Linked DNA regions of Drosophila melanogaster: region 2 is linked to region 1. A link is a contact called in public Hi-C data. All regions are on one chromosome and are shown on one strand. The core of a region is the stretch at or near the end of the contact, and the rest is flanking DNA. Distances in the headings are between cores, read along the strand shown.

The links. Hi-C and Micro-C count contacts between places; a contact is called where the count stands out from the background.
Region 2: a Hi-C map of the Kc167 cell line shows a contact between it and region 1, with 3 times the contacts expected there. A contact is called at or near these places in 24 of 107 Hi-C or Micro-C datasets (the Clone 8 cell line, the Kc167 cell line, the OSC cell line and 9 more).

The regions. Positions count from the first base shown.
Region 1 is chr3R:29,354,911-29,358,640 of dm6, reverse strand. It overlaps lncRNA:CR45547 (long non-coding RNA:CR45547), which reads left to right and starts at 1,870. Exons shown (of 1, transcript NR_125291.1): 1 at 1,870-2,493.
Region 2 is chr3R:29,428,266-29,432,073 of dm6, reverse strand. It overlaps Ptp99A (Protein tyrosine phosphatase 99A), which reads right to left. Exons shown (of 19, transcript NM_143434.5): 8 at 834-948. Among named protein-coding and RNA genes, the nearest start is that of lncRNA:CR44022, 29 kb to the left of the region's middle.

The sequences.
Region 1 (3,730 bases), core at 621-3,120:
AGTGCATGGGCAAATGCTGTTTTTTGACTTCGTATCCTAGTTGTTGGGCTTTTAATGAAATAAACCCCCCCTTAAAAGGTTTGGTAACGTCCGAAAAAAGCCGCTTGGAATTGTTATAAACACAAAAGACCTTTTAAGCCCCGAATGGCGAGTCACTCTTTGTGTTTTGTATTTATTAACCAATTCGATCGATTGTTATTCGCCACAAAAATATATTCCATATTTGATCGGACACCGGCTTTATCCTCTGGTAAGCCCACAAAAGTCTGTGTAGGAGGCGAACAGTAAATCATTTCCATAATATATATCACACGATTTCTTTTTGCCGGGGGCGGGGCATAATTTAATCGAAGGCAATAAATTGGCATTTAAATGTAATAAAGACGGGGAATATAATTATGGCTGGGGGGGAAAGTCCCACGCTTTCATTACGTAATGCCAATGGCATTTCCCACTCCCAATCATACAATTTATGTACAACTTTTGGTGCAGAATTATGCACACATTTTCAACGCCGGACTTCAGACTCCATTTGCTTGGCCCGCGGCTCGCGTCGAATTGTTATGGCCAACGAATGACAGTTAAGTGACATTTAACGGTTAATAAGCCTGACAGATTTACAACTGTCAGCAGCGTTTAAAAATAATGAACATCAACATCAGCGACGGAAGAGACAAAAAAAAAAAAAAATGGCCGGACTTTCGCCATCTCGAATAGCCAAAGCGATTTGGCCAAATTGACTGCGCAAAGTGAATTATTAATGTCATGTAGGGGCTCAGACAGGCTGGGAAAATCGGAAAAACTGCGGGGCGGGGGTGTAAGAGTAGGGAAAGCTATCGGGGCGGCACTAAATGTGCGTCTATTTAGTTCCAAGTGCTGAAAATTTACTGTGCGTATTAAATAAATGCGATTTTCCGGCACGTGAACCGAACTTAGAACCAGGACCAGAGCCCAAAAGCGAAAAGGAAAACCCAGGAAGAGACGGGAAAAACAAGAAAAGCCGAGCGAAAACTTAACCAAAACAAAACACAATCGGGCAGCACGAGTGGGGGGCGGGGGAGCGGGGGAGCGGGGAATAGGACAGCGGCAAGGACAACGCTCATAAAACATAAATTTAATTTATGTGCAATTTTAGCAAGTCGTATAAATTTCCCCAGCCCAAAGGACGAAAAAAAAAATAAAAAAGAAACAAACCGAATTCCACAGCGGCACCGGCCAGCTGGGCAAGGAAAATGTCCTTGAAAATGTCGCATTGTTGTTCTTATTTATAGCTCAAAGCCCGGGTGCTGAAAGGGTTTTTCCGAGAGGGTTTCCCTGTTGGAAAATATATTTATTTCTGGCCATATTCGTAGCTGCACTTGCACACACGATGTTTCGGGTTTCTCTTGAATGTTAATGAATTGCTACAAATTCAGAGGGTGGCATGCCCCATGGCAAAGAGTTCAGAGTCCTTGTTCAAATCAAATATTAATTAAGCCTAAATCTGGATTTGACTGCAGATCCGCTAGGCGAAGTGCATGTTGTTGTTGTTAATTAGTAAATTTAATGCGGGAATGCATTTTTACCATGGCAGCTGCCCCCGGGGCCTCCAATGCATTTCATTTTCTAAGCAAACATATTCCGAATTCAATTTGCAGCACATTTAATTTGCCATTTTGGCCATTTGTGAGCCCAAAAGTTGCCGGAACTCGACAATGCAAATATGTAATAACAGCAATGCCAACATGGCCAAAGTTGCTCTCTCTTTTTGTGGCAGTAATTTGCCTGGCAGAAGAAATTGGCACAGATAAAGTCCAGCACAACTGCTCAACGCAGTGCACCTTGGAAAATTTGTTTTGCCTAGAATTTGATTGTCAAACTGGTTTAACTGTCCAGATTTGTTGGCCAAACTTTCGGCAGCCTAACAACAGTCAGATGAGTAAACAGTTTTCCAATTGCAAGAAAACTTTCCATTTGCCCGAGAAAGGCAAACATTCTTCGCCTGTGATCACAGGATCATGCAGTGCCTGGAAAAGTTTTTCGGTTTCCGAAAACAGGATACATTAGCCCCTAGAAGGCAGCGTCTAATTGCTTTGGCCACAAATCAACAAATCTTCGTCTTACCTGAAAGTGTGGAATTTATGGCAACATCTGCAGATTCTTCGGCGCTTTGGCGGCCATAAAATCATTTTGCGGTCACTGAGCAGCGTGGAAATGGGAAAAACTGGGCGGAAAGTGGGCGAAAAGTGTCGCTCTTTAAAGCGAAATAAGAAATTTATGAAGTTCCAACCCGATGTTCCCTTATTCTGGACGACGACACGTACTCTCAATCCCAGTCACAATTTTCCAGCTGGTCTTGTTTCTGGGCCACATCTAATTCATTTGGGAAAGTTATTTATTGTATTATTTACCACTTGAGCCCGAAACTTTGTCAATTGTTTGTGTTTGCCGACCAGAAAGTTTGTGCCAAAGACACCAGGAATATCTGCCTTTGAATATCTGGTTTCTTTTTTTTTTTCTCTCTTTTGTGGCTTTCATTTAGCACTTTAATATTGATGTTGCAATGGTGAAAAATTCACAAAAGATACTCCACTGCCTGTTTTTTTTAAGCTCTGCCAGCTGTTATGAATGATTTTTTCATATATGGGCTAGGACCTTTTTAAACAGTCATAGTGTTTAAAAATTGATGGGCAGCGACATGAAAATTGGACGACAGCACTTTGAAGAGATTTTCCCCAATTTAATGACAACGGAGACAGGCGAATTGCAATCGTTGATTGGGGCTTAATTCGAGTGAGATTGACAGCTTGTTATTCGCGAATTTCGGTGCCATCAGCCATCACATTATTCTCACAGTAATAATCATCAACCTGCAGACACGAGTACACTTTGCATTCATTATCCCATAGACAAGAATTTTGTAAATTGTCTGTGCAAATGTAATTAGATTTCGCTTTGAGCAAATAGGCCAACAAAAAAAAATAATGCGACACAGCCGCCAGGAATCCGCGACAAGCCGCAATCCACCCCTTCAACCAAACCGCATCCTTCGTTATCTGTGAAAAGCCACAAGTAGAAGGGGTTGGGTAAAGGAAAAGCCATCCCCTTTTCCCATATTTTCAGAGTGTTTACCTTGGAGTGTGATCTGCACTTAATTAATATGATATTCGTAAGCCACTCAGCATCTTTTGTATCCTTGTATCCTTCAGTTGCCCGGACAACGAGCGCTTTTCGCTGTTTTGTTGTTCTCGGCGGATTAATTAGCATATGTAAATGAAAAATCAAAACTCAGCCACTTATCAAAGGAGCAGCAGCTGCAGGGTTGTTTGCCATCTGCATCACCGTCTTGGCGCTGTTCGTCCTTTTGGTCCTTTTCGGTAATCGCTCCGTGTGGCAAACACGCACGTTGCGACAGTTAAGATGATGGCAAGCAGCTCGTAAATGACTCACAACTCCCAGAAAGATAGTTACGAAAATAGTCTTGGCCTGCAGCGATTGCAGCCGGGCTTTATTTTATTTAATTTAATTAAAGCCACCGCAGACAGCGCTGCGGACAGGCACGTTGACAAACCCACAGCCTAGTGGCAGCCTCATTTAAATACAAATAATTTATGAATGCGAATCCCTGCTGTCTCCGCCGGTGAGTTTCGCGAACCAGCTGCGTGAGGATTTTCATATTTTTTATTTATTTTTAATGCTGACGCTGCATTAAATGCTTTTTAACTTATTTGCCGCTGGCACTCGTCCACCA
Region 2 (3,808 bases), core at 129-2,628, 74 kb before region 1:
TAAAGCAGTATACCCCAAAATACCCCACAAGTAGGGGGTACGAAAAAGGGGAAAGAACCGAACCGAAGTAAAAAAGTAGAAAGGACATGCCTGGGCAGTTTTTGTTGCTGACTGAGCAGCATTTGGCGAAAGTTTAAGTAAGCAATATTTATTTTCTATTTCTATTTGCTTGGCCGAGTGTTCTACCATTTCAATACCAGTTCGCACACCGAACTGCGGTCTGTAGCGGATTTCGAGATGCCGGGCAAGAAGCTGGATGCTTTTTCCTCATCCGGGCAAAAAGGGTGGGAAAAATATGAAAAATTGCAACATATTTTCCTTAGCCTCTGGCCGGAGTTAAACTTTTATTTGTTTGCTTCATTGCATGGCAGAGGCATTTTGTGGTTGAGCGAATCTCAAAGTTGCTGCTCTGCTTTGCCCTCCACTCGCATCTGTGAAACCATGGAAATGTTGCAGGGAACTGAAAAACTAAAAGTGCACACAAAGGCGAATTTATTTCTGAAGCTGCTGCATCTGCATCTTGTACTGCATTTGATATGCGATATACACACCATATAACCCCCCCATTTTTTCTGGCATTTTCGGGGTCGGATTGGTCACTTGTCTGGCATGTCAATAAGCCGTAATATTTGGAATTTTGCGGGTCCCAGATATGTGAAAAATAGTTGGGGCGATCGACTTATTGACTTGTGGCCATCGTTTGCATGCCTGACATGCCGAATTCCCCAGCGAGGTCACTGTGCGGCATGCATCATTGATATTGTTCGAGATCTGGGGAATTTGCATTGCATTCTGCCCCGCAAAAGGGTGCTGCCTGCCACTCTACCACTCACCTCCTTCGTCGGTCATCACCAGGATGGTGGTCTCCGGTCCCAGACCCTCGGGATTGAACACCTGCACTGTCACCTTGTACTGCGTGTACGTCTGTAGGTTTTGAATTTCATGGCTCTGCAAGAGATGGGGGAATTTTCATTTAAATTATTAGTTTGTGTAGAAGCTCATATATAATTACTTTAGTTATACTATAAGTTACTAAAAGGGCGAAGGAATTCTTTTTGAATTCCGATTATTAATTCTTTCTATGCCATAACTTCAAATTTTCGTATTAAATCTATGGAAAAATTTCCAATTAAGAACCCATTTCGATGTTATTTTGTTTTTGGCTGCACACACACCAAAGGACTTTTCGTTTGTTGGCCATCGAAGGCGCTTAACAAAATAAAGTGGGGCACTTGCAGCAAGTGCTTCTCTGCAGCAGCAGCAGCAGCAGCAGCAACGCCACCCACTGCAGCACCACCCAATCGCACAACCCCCGCCAACTCCCCTCTCATCCATTTGCCCATCAGCATTGTGCATGCTTGGAGCGGAAATTGCGCGTTGCATACTTTTGTGCGTTGCCGTTGGCAAATATGAAAATTGCAGCACTTAAAATTGATTTGCAGTGCTGCGATGTCGGTGCAAAAGGAAATTGAGTTGCTTGGGCAACGAGCAGTAGTCTTTGCCTTAATTGCCACTACACATACAGTCACAGCGTACACAGTGCGAAAAAGAAGACATGAATGGGAAAAAGGCTTGTGTAATAACTTGTCTCTTACTGAGAAATTCAAAGGAAGTACACGCATTCAAATCAAATGAGTATTTATGACACTCCTCGACTTGATTACCAACACCAAGGACATATACTTTTAAAGTCCTCATATTCTCGAACTTTTCTGTGCGTGCATGCCAAGGACTTTGCCATAATGGAGTCCGTTCCGGTGGCTTTGTATGTGAATTTCGCGAACGGCGGCTGATTAAGGTTTTAACCAAAGGTCAAAAGCAGTGCCAAACCATAAAACAAGCCGCAGACTTAGAGTGGCTCGCAATGGCCCAAAGCAGCGCACATGTGAATGCGAATCTATGTGCTCGCAAATGGTCAGTTGCCTTGGGCAACAAAATTATGTAGCATACATTAGAGCGCCGACTGCCCGAATTTGCCTGCTGGTGTGCATGTGTGTGTGTGTGTGTGTGTGTGTGCGAGCCCGTCTGCGGTCCCACCGCAAAACCAACGGGTTCTCGACTGTGCGAACTCTAGGCATGTGCTTAGCAGCGGATTGACTGCCATGCCAACAGCTTAAGTGGCTGCTTTCGGCTTTTCAGACGGCGCCAGCCACAGTCGCAGTTATTTCCGCCAAAAGTGTGATATCTTATCCACAGCTGCGGTCAAGATTATAGTTCTTAGACAATTAACAATGTATGTTTGCAAATGTTTCTAAACAGTTCGTATCTTTTACCTTCTACTTCAAGATACTTCTTAGAATACCGAAATAGTTTATATGCCGACTGGCAGTATAACTTTAACCGCCACTGTGCTAAGAACTGCGTGCATAAAACTAAGCGCTCGGATTTAGTGTTTGTATATGGTGGGCGGTCATATAATGCCATTTTATTAAGTCGCCAGTAAATGAGGCCGAAAATTTACAACTGCTTTTATTTTTATGGTCAGCTGAAAGTTGGAAACGCCAGAGGGCGGGCCGCGTAATTGATATAATGTAATTGATAAAGTTGCCAACTTCCTGCCATATTGCATAAGTTGGCAAAGTGTGAAGCAGTGGGGTATAAGCATCTAAATATTCTCTGCGTTAATTAGTGCTAGAGAACTGGAAACGAAGTGAGCATCTAGCTGGTAGAAGGATGAAATTTAGAACTACAAACAGATCGAAAATTTCGCCTGTCAAACAAATCGCAATGCCTCTAACAAAAACCTCACAATTTTTCCCAACTGAATTTGCTCTTTTATCTGCAGAGTATTTTTTCCCACTTGTTCATCAACAATATCAGTGTCGGACTACGCTTTTTCGCCTCCATTTTTGTTATATTTTTTTTTTTTATTTTTTCTGTACTTTTTTGCGGAGCAACTTCCTTTGAGGTTTCGGGTGACTCGACTTTGCCGGCTTTTATCTGCGTGAAAGTTGCGAAATTTATGCTTTACGGCGCAGAAATTTTAATTAGAAAATTGGCAAATTTAGCCCTGCGGGCGAGCGCTGGAAAATCCAACGCCCCCTCGCTTTCCACCTCACACGTGACAGCTCGATGTGAATGCCGCTGGCCATGGGAGGCGGCGGCGAGATAGGGGCGTGGCAGGTCGACAGAAGCCGCAGGATCCTGAATGCTGATGCTGCGATATGGGAATAACACAAAGCCATGTCCTGAAGTCCACCAAAGTGACTTGAGCACAAAAAAAATACATGCACGCGGAGATAAAATGTGGCGCTATTCGTTCGAGAAATGATTTATTTCGGACGATTAGAAGAAAGCTATAATGACTATGATTACTCGCTAAATTGTGCCATGAATATTTTTGGTCACATCAAGAGAAGTCTTCTCAGAAATTGGAATTTGAATTTTTTTCTGCGTGTTTTTACCGCTGCGAAAAAAGAAGAAGTCCAACTAAAGTCGCACGTTTCTGCCTGCAAGGATAATATTTCAACATGCCAGCGACATGCAAAAGAGAGAAAAATGGAAAGGACTTGCAGAGTGAGACGGGTAGCTGCGTCCAGATAAGGACAAAATATGCACTCGAGCACAAAAGCGTGCCACGCTTGTGGCAATCAAGCGAACCCCCTCCCCGCCCCTTTCGTAGGCCACCTCCATCCTCCAAGCAGCCGTGTGTGATTCTTCTATTTTTTGGAAAGTCCGCCGCGCCGAGTGTCGTACGTGAGCATTATCGCTAATAATTTCTGCATATTTAAGCCAATCCCCTTGCAGCTAGCTGGCAAGTGCATCCGGAATGCAGCTGCAAATTCGGAAATGCATTCCCAGTGCTCGA